Regions from separate parts of the Cricetulus griseus genome. Here region 1 is linked to region 2. A link is a contact called in public Hi-C data. All regions are on one chromosome and are shown on one strand. The core of a region is the stretch at or near the end of the contact, and the rest is flanking DNA. Distances in the headings are between cores, read along the strand shown.

Evidence for each region. A called contact is a pair of places that touch in the nucleus more often than the background predicts.
Region 1: a Hi-C map of fibroblasts shows a contact between it and region 2, with 4 times the contacts expected there. The contact joins the enhancer-like site here to the promoter of Cthrc1 in region 2. A contact is called at or near these places in 3 of 8 Hi-C or Micro-C datasets (the CHL-YN cell line, the CHO-K1 cell line and fibroblasts).

What each region holds. Positions count from the first base shown.
Region 1 is chr10:13,058,860-13,063,455 of CriGri-PICRH-1.0, forward strand. It overlaps LOC113837393 (a long non-coding RNA gene), which reads right to left. Exons shown (of 4, transcript XR_004771297.1): 3 at 2,193-2,375; 4 at 1,886-2,060. Among named protein-coding and RNA genes, the nearest start is that of Atp6v1c1, 55 kb to the right of the region's middle. Within about 2 kb of position 2,507, at least 2 of the 6 cell types and tissues checked have open chromatin away from gene starts, as enhancers often do. A contact at or near this core is called in fibroblasts, where this site is marked.
Region 2 is chr10:12,908,171-12,913,011 of CriGri-PICRH-1.0, forward strand. Cthrc1 (collagen triple helix repeat-containing protein 1) reads right to left here and starts at 3,410. Exons shown (of 3, transcript XM_035449694.1): 1 at 3,261-3,410. The coding sequence starts at 3,410.

The DNA of each region.
Region 1 (4,596 bases), core at 1,257-3,756, 150 kb after region 2:
TGAGCCCACCTGGCTCCAGTGAGTAGTTCTAAGCTTATGGCCAAGCAAACAGCCCCAATGGAAATCAGTGAGCAACAAAACAAAATAAAATAGTGCAGATTTAGGGAAAGGGACTCGTGGGAAGGCAGAGGGAGCAGAGGTTAGGAACGTGAATCAGAATGCAGCATGCGTTCGTGCGTGCGTTTGTGCCTCTGTGTGTGTGTGTGTGCGCGCGTGTGCGTGTGCATGTGTGTGTGTGTGTGCGCGTGTGCGTGTGCATGTGTGTGTGTGTGTGTGTGTGTGTGAGAGAGAGAGAGAGAGAGAGAGAGAGAAATCAAAGAACAAGTTTAACCACTAGTATTGTAGAGCAAACACATACACCATTAATATAGTCGTAATGCTGTCATTTATTCTCAAGCATTGTATATCATGCACTAATTAATTGTATCTGATACACTTTTATTATAACCGCCCTCCCACTAGGCTTCTCTATTCTGGCATCGCCACACACGGGAGAGCAATGTGTCATACCGGGACACTGTGATGGCTAGGAGGACCTCATTAGGACAGAGGGGGCTTTTTCAGCTTCATTGTAGTCTGTAGTGTGTGTGCTCTGTTATTTCTTCACTGTGTGTTGTGTGTCCGCACCTCCCCACTGCTCTGCGGGCGGTGGGCACACTGAGGGTGGGCCAGCTTGTCTTATCTCCATACTTGGTCCCTGGCACCTTACCCAGCAGACCTTATTTAGAACAAGTGATAAAAGGAGATGAAAACAGCCAAGCGTTGGTGGCGCACGCCTTTCTTCAATCCCAGCACTCGGGAGGCAGAGGCAGGCAGATCTCTGTGAGTTTGAGGCCAGCCTGGTCTACAGAACAAGTGCCAGGATAGGCTCCAAAGCTATACAGAGAAACCCTGTTTCGAAAAAGAAAAAGAAAAAGAAAAAACAAAACAAAACAAAAAAAGGTTCCTACTTTGACGGGTAGTGGTGGTCCATGACTTTGATACCAGCACTCTGGAGGCAGAGGCAGGCAGATCCCTGAGTTCAAGGCCACCCTGGTCTACAGAATGAATTGCAGGACAGCCAAGACTACACAGAAAAACTCTGACTCAAAAAAACAAAACAAAACAACAAAAGAAAGAAAAGAAAAAGAAAACTAAACAGGAAAACAAGAAAAAAAGGAAAGAAAGAGAAAAAGGAAGGGAAAAAAGAAAGATAAAAAAGATTCCTACTCTGAAGAAATCTATGGCCTAGTTTCAGGATTGGTGCCGACAACAAAAACCAATTATCCATACCAGGTAATATGTGAGATAAATGAGCCGAGGGCTCCTCATGGCTCCCCGTCACCCAGGAGAAAACATCTTAACTGTATCAGCTCCCAGAGTCCTCTGCCACCTTCAGGCCTGGCTGGCCAGCAATACTCTTCCACCAGCCCTCGGCCCTCCAGCGCTAAATGCTCCAGGCCTTTGTGAATACCGTGCCACATGCTGACACTTGTTAGACCCCCGGAAAACTCAGGTATCCGGGATCCCAGGCCATGACCACGGTCACCCCAATCACCAGGCGGATTTGAGAGCTTGCTGCAAACTGCACGAGGCTTTATTGTAATTTAACGAGCTAACCCCATGTTAGCTCGGGTCTTTCACCCACCCACCATGGCGGATGGCTTGCAAAAGACAGCTCCTAGGGGCTCCCAAGAGATCTTGTAGGGCAGCATAAGGGGAGTGTCTAGGGGTACGCACAGGCTCAGGATTGGTGTGTCTCCAGGCTTGGAGGGTTGCCCTGTGTTGATTGGCCAACTGGTTGTTATGGCCCATAGGCCCTCCTGGGGTGGTTGCTATGCTCTGTGCGTCATTGCTGTGCACTTGTCCATAAAGCACACCCAGAGCCGTAAAGCATAGCGCCACCAGCTAACCTCTGATTGGTTCCTTGTCACGAGGCAGGCATCTAACTTTCTAGTGTCTAGGACAAGGTCAGAAAAGCATGTGTTCGGCTGTTATGGCTGCCGAAAGAGGAGCTGGTCTCTTCACACTGTTGCTCTTAGAGGTCTCCCACATCCAATTGGGGCTGGTTCACCATTGTCCTTTAAGCCAAAACTCGGTTGTCACTTTCTCTGGGAAGTGTAATCCGATATCCCAGCCTGTGGAGGAGTACCTGACCTGTCCTGTACTTGACCTGAGGGGAGTGCCCTCCCAGCATTCACTGAAGGACCTACCTTCTGGTAGCTTGCCAATGCAACTGTTGGGGTGTGGCAGGCTGGGGAGCGTGAGCCACATTCTGTGGGTGTTGGTTTTCTCCTTCTATCATGTAAGCCCTGGGGAGTAAAACCCAGGCTTCAGGCCTGGCAGTCAGCGTGCCTTTACCTCCCAGCAAAGGGGAGAGGCAGACAGAAGGCAGCCTCGGGGATGAAAAAGAACAAAGTCTAAAGATACATACACATGAAAACCCCACAGTGAAACCCAGACCTCTGTTTGCTAACCAAAGGGGGAAGAAGGCCTTCCAGGAGGAAAGCTTCCTATACACTCATGCTCATTGACCACACATGACTAATGCCAGATGACATGCTTCCGCCCACATGCCACCACCAGTGGGAACTTTTATGAGCGACTCGAGCTCTTCAAACTGAAGGAATAAGGCTGTAATGTTGGGGTTCCGGCGTCGGTTAGAGGCATAAGGGCTTGCTGGATCCTCCTCTGTTCACCCTCTGTGCTTCTCATCACTCAGAACACAGGTGACTCAGCAGAAGACAGGGACCCTGCAGGAGCTGGGCTCGGTGGTGGAGCCTTTGGGTGTTGGCTTGTCTGAATTGAAACCTCAGGTTCTAGCTACGTGAGTGACCTTGGGGGAGTTACCCCCCTCTCCTTCCTTCCCTCCCTCCCTCCCTCCCTCCCTCCCTCCTTCCTTCCCTCCCTCCTCCCCCCCCCTCTCTCTCCCTGTCTCTCTCCCCCTCTCCCTGTCTCTCTCTGCCAGTTTTTCTAGACAAAGCTCCTCTGTGTAACAGTCCTGGCTGTCCTGGAACGCTGGTCCTGGATTCTACAAGAAAGCAGGCTGAGCAAGCTATGGAGAGCAAGCCAGTAAGCAGCACCCTCCATGGCCTCCACATCAGCTCCTGCCTCTGGGTCCTGCCCTGTCTGAGTTCCTTTCCCTCCTCCTCCCTCCCTCCCTCCCTCCCCCCTCCCTCCCTCCCTCCTCCCTCCCTCCCTCCCTCCCTTCCTTCCTTCCTTCCGTTGTGAACTGTGATGTGGAAGTATAAGCGAAATAAACCCTTTCCTCCCCTACTTGCTTTGGTCATGGTGTTTCATCACAGCGACAGGAACCCCAACTAAAGAAAGTAACAAATTCATTTCCCTCTTCCCTTTCCTTTTCATTGCTTAATTGACGCAAATGAGAATTTGGAGCTGCCAGTAAGCCCAGAAGAGGGAGTCCTCAGAGCTGGTTTTTATCGTGTCTCCTCCTTTTCCTCCTCCTGCTCCCCTGGCTCTAAGAATGATGCAGGCCTGTTGGTGTAAACGCAACTCCTTTGAATGGTTTGAGGGTGTCACTGGCTTCACTGACTCTCTGTTTCCAGAATCCAAAGAGACCTCAGGATGAACATGGGAGGGTGAACTTGGTGGGCTCTGAGCTGGGCCAGAAGTAGCTTCACTACCCAGACTGATGCTGGCCAAAAGTACACGCTCTCTCTCACACACACACACACACACACACACACACACACACACACACACACCACCCCCCCTCACACACACACACACACACACACACAGACACACACACACCCCACTCCCCCATCACACACACAGACACACACATACACCCCACTCCCCCATCACACACACACACACACACAGACACACACACACAGACACACACACAGGCACACACACAGACACACAAACACACACTCCACTCCCCCATCACACAGACACACACACACAGGCACACACACAGACACACACAGGCACACACACAGGCACACACACACACACACACACTCACACACAGGCACACACACAGACACACACACACAGACACACACACAGGCACACACACACAGACACACACACACACACAGGCACACACACAGACACACACACACAGACACACACACACACACACACACAGACACAGACACACACACACACAGACACACACACACACAGACACACACACACACAGACACACACACACACACACACACACACACACACACACACACACACACACACACACACACACACACACACACACACACACACACACAGACACACACACACACACACACAGACACACACACACACACACACAGACACACACACACACACACACAGACACACACACACACACACACACACACACAGACACACACACACACACAGGCGCACACACACACACACACAGGCACACACACAGACACACACACACACAGACACACACACAGACACACACAGACACACACCCCACTCCCCCATCACACACACACACACACAGACACACAAACACACACCACACTTCTTCTACCCTAGCTTCTCTCCTCCCTCACTCCAGGAGTGACTGACAGACATCCTAAGCCATCTGGCAGGCAGGATTTCTGGACTGGCAATGGTAGATTGGTGCACTTT
Region 2 (4,841 bases), core at 2,160-4,659:
TCATACAAAAAAAATTAAACATAATTCTTTATTGATTATTTGGGAATTTTACAACATGCACCCCAACTCTGCTCACCTCCCAGTCCCTCCCCAGCACCATGCCCCCTCCCCCCAAATTAATTAAGAACAAAACGAACAATCATACAAAAATTTTAATGCTCAGTTTTTGGGTGCTTATTTCTAGTTTTTGTTGTAAATGTTAATATAAGGAAAATACTTATCCATCCATATAGACTTTTTCTTCTTTTGAGTACCTTTTTAATTGCTAGGGAAAGAACTATGAAATAAAACCTTAATTATCCTATATTGCATTAACTTGTAATAATTGCCTTGCATTTGCATCACCTCTAAGTTGGATACACATATCATCTGCTTCTCCTATTTTTTTAAAGATTTTATTTATTTATTATGTGTACAACATTCTGCTTCCATGTATATCTGCACACCAGAAGAGGGCACCAGATCTCATAACGGATGGTTGTGAGCCACCATGTGGTTGCTGGGAATTGAACTCAGGACCTCTGGAAGAGCAGCCAGTGCTCTTAACCTCTGAGCCATCTATCTCTCCAGCCCTGCTTCTCCTAAAGGAAAGTAGCACTTTCCCAGCCCGTTCTGTCTCCCCAAAGAGGAATCTGTGGCCTAGTTTCACGTGGCCACCTGAGCTCCAAACTTGTAAGAGCTAGGATTCTCTGTGTTGTTGTTCGTTTTGTGTATGGTGTAGAATTTAAATGCATAGATTGTAGAACCATTTTCTTTTTAACTTTAATACTAGCCTCAGCCTTTCTTCGATATGTGAGACCAGCATTTCAGTGCCGGTTTCCTCCTGGATAAACTGGGGATAGTGATAAGAATTCCTGCCTTGAGGTTAGTGGTTGGTAGCACAAGCCTGTGAGAGTTCAGGCACCTCCCAACCGAGCAGGCCAGCCTGGGATACATGAGACCGTTCCTCAACACACACGCGCACACACACACACACACACACACACACACACACACACACACACACACACAGAGAGAGAGAGAGAGAGAGAGAGAGAGAGAGAGAGAGAGACATTGACAGAGACACAGAGAGAGACAGAGAGAGACAGAGAGAGTTCATGTTACAGTCATGGGTATTGAACTCAGAGCCTCGTGCACGTTAGGCAAGCGCTCTACCACTGGCCTAAGACAGTGATACATTGAAGTTCCTTTTTCCAATTCCTGTGCCTCCCCTTGAATGGGTTCACCTGGAAACAAGGGGGCCATTAATTAGACTTTCCAAAATGCAATGCATTCCGACTAAGATTTTTAACACTTTCCTTATTGGTGTAAGTTTCTCTAGTACATTTGACATTTTAAAATTCCTCCCGGGCAAGATGTTACATAAAGTTTGCTTTTTCCCAACTTAAACTCCTAGTCCCAATAGACGTTTGGAATTGTCAGTCCGCAACATGAATGGATGCTCTAATTACCTCTCCCAGCTCCCCGTATTTTTTTATTGGCCACCAGGGGGCAGAACTCGGTGGGAGCTGAAAGGAAGGCTTTGAAAGCCCAATACAAAGACGTTACTTTATGCAATCTGTTGAAACCTTCCTAAAGACTGTGTCACTTTTTCTGTCACCAAGACCAAATCCAGTCTACAGGATGCACCCGAGCCCGGCTGCACGGTATACTTTTCCAAGTCGGGTTAGAGCTGTGAGAACTCACAGGTCCTGTAAAATCCTTCGAGGGGAAAATGTTAGCTTTGTGGGGAAAGGGGATATTTTCTGTATCTTAACTACACGTTCATAAAATGCAAACTGCACATGAGCCACACTCACGTGGCACAATTTAAAAACAATTTAGTTACTTAAAATAGAACTGTAACTCCCAACACAGTGTGCTTCTGTGGAGCAAAACTATATAGCATAGAAAACAACAACGACAAAAACAAACAAACCAAAAACGACTATGGCTGTGTGAAGCAGCACGGATTTTTTTCTCCCTAGTGGTTTTTTTCTTTTATTTGAGGCATACATTTCCCCCCCCCCATTTCCCTTTCCCTCCTCCCCTCTCCTCTTCCACCTCCCTCCTGGCCCCCCACACTCCCAGTTTACTCAAGAGATCTTATCTTTTTTCCCTTCCTAGGCGGGTCCATGTGTATCTCTCTTAGGGTCCTCCAGGGCTTTTGAAGTCAGCTTAGAATTAGCTGTCAGGGAGCTTGCTTTATCACCTTAGCCTAGAATGTCAGCTTAAGAAATTCAAATCTTAAAAAAAAAATCACCAAATGCCTCCTGTCTTCTTACGTATTGCAATGCCTGACAACCATATAGATTGGTTTAAGGACTGGAGTTCATATGTGCCAAGGACTACAGATCTGCCATTGGTTGGCTCTTGCACGGGACAGAAAACCTCTTTCTGCCCTCTGCTGGGTTTGTTGACTTTGAGAGTTTAGAGGGAAAGGCTTTGTGCAAACAGGCTTTGCCACAAATCAGCCCCTCGGAGAGAGCTGGGGATATTTGCCTTCCCGGGAGTGGTTTCTTTCCCCTTAGCTCGATTGCATTGCTCCTGACTGGTAGCCACAGGCTGAAGACCCCAATGCGCATCGGCTTTAAATCGAACAGGCGAAACGGGTCCCTTCCAGCTCCAACCCCCCTCCCCCCCGAACCATTCCTGGGCCGAGCTGTGGTGCTCCGAGGAGTAAATTGCAGTTCATACTCCCCAGGAAGATGACCCAAACTGACTCATAATCTTCAAGTTACAAAAAAGCTGGACACATGCTTTGTGGGGGTTGTTAGTCTCTCCTCCTGGCAGACGTGGCCACCAGTGCAACAAGGGACACGTTGCACAGCCTTGGCGCAGGCCCAGGCGATCAGCTGGCCTAGGGGCTTCCTCAGGCCTGCTTTTGAAATCAGCCCAGCAGCTCAGTCTACTCCAGTTGCAGACACAACCAACGTTCCCCACCTCTCTCAAGGGTGGCCTCCCCTGGAGCCAGAAATTCCTGGGTGAGAGCGACTACACCGACTTGGGACGTCTCACTTGAACCAAGTCGCATCTCTGCGATGACCTCTCACTACGGTCTCCCGCGGAGTTCCAAGACTCCACCTCAAGCATGCCCCCAGATCCTTCCCCCCCACACCTTGAGACAAGGCAGGGCGCTCAGGTTAAGACACAAAACGCGCTGTCCCACGCGCACCCCTAGTTGGGTCAGCATCACCAACCGCTGTTGTGATGCTGTGCGCGCGCGTGGCTGGGTCCTCTCCAGCGCTGAGGTCAGGACCAACCGACTTTCCAAGACTCACCAGGTCCACCACCTCCCTCTGCCGGATGAGCGCTTTTTGCTTCACCTTGGGGTTCTCGGAGGCGTTGGACTTGGCGGGCCCTTGCAGCAGCAGCACAAGGAAGAGGCCGAGCAGCAGCTGCGCGGAGGCGGCGCGACCCCGGGGGCGCATGGCGTGGTGTGGCTGCAAAGCGCGGAGCAGGAGGTAGAGGGGTCGCCGGAGCCCGGCGCTGCTCGGCGTCTGGCCCAGCTCTGCAGACCGCAGCATCAATGCGCCTTTGACTGAGCGCCGCCCTCCCTTCTTCCCTCCCGCCCCCTGGACACCCGGAGCTTGCAGACTGCAATAGGTCAGGGTCCCGGGTTGGAGCCGCCCCTCCTCCGCAGCTCCGCCCGCCCGGACCCCCGCCCGGTGACTGTGGTCGGGAACCACAGATGAAGGGAATCGAGACAGCACGTGTCTTAAATCTGGTCCAGGAATCACCTTCGGGTTCCTTCATTCCTAGCAAAGCTTTGGCAGACGGGGAGGGAGGGAGGGGAGGGGAGAGGGAGGGTACATTTGAGGGGCATGAGCCAGGAGAGCCTTATAGTAACAGCCTTTAAAAGTTCTCTGATCCTGATGTTTGAATAAATGCTATTCCCTTGTAAGAGCCAAGGCACAAGGCTTGGCAGTCCTGTGCGGAACGATGCTGTGTGGCTGCTTCTCCGTTTATAGAGGAAGACCTAAGGCTCTCCTAAGACCTAAGGACAATGACCACCTCTCAGCGGTGAGAGTTCACGTTCATTCGAGTACCCATTCCACATCACATTAACATGTGTTCAAAACTCCAGCCAGGGGAGCAGCCCTCACCCGCATCGTCACTGCCTGTCAGGAAAGAAGGTAGGCAACCTCTCCCTCCAGTCCTCTGGATCCAGCCCCTAGTTTCACCCCCAGTTCTGGAACAGAACACCTGCAGCAGCCTCATCTCTGGCGGGTCCCACAGATTTCCCCTCCTGAACTCCCTCCCCCAACTCATTGCTCTCCTGCCCCCCTCCACACTCCAGCAGACGCCCCTGGGAACCCACAGGCCGCAATGGGCAGTGAAACAGGTAGACTAATAGCAGTTCTTGACTTCTCTCTCTGATCCTCAAAGTCCAAACCCCCAGGCTCATCCCCAGCTCTGCAGTGGACCTTTTGCTATGGCCACTCCTCACTCTCTGCTTCCATTGCCAAGAGACTAACTATGCAGACCGCAATGGAACACCTTGCTTTCCTCCCTCTTGTTAATGCCCTCCTGTGCCGACAGCTCATCCCCAATCCTAAGTGTCAGCTGCCAAGACCCAGAAACACATTTTACCTGGACCCCCAGTGCCCACATCTATCAGGACCCCTGAAGATTTTCCTACAGGCAGCACACAGCTGCCACATTCTCCTCAAAAGTGTGGGGAGAGAGAGAGAAAGAGAGAGAGAGAGAGAGAGAGAGAGAGAGAGAGAGAGAGAGACAACAAACAACGACAACCAAAACAAAAAAAAAAAAAAACAAGGAACAAAACACCCACCCAACAAAGGCAAGACCAGATACCAGCTCCTAGAATTACAATCTTCCTAAACCCAGATGTCTAGATG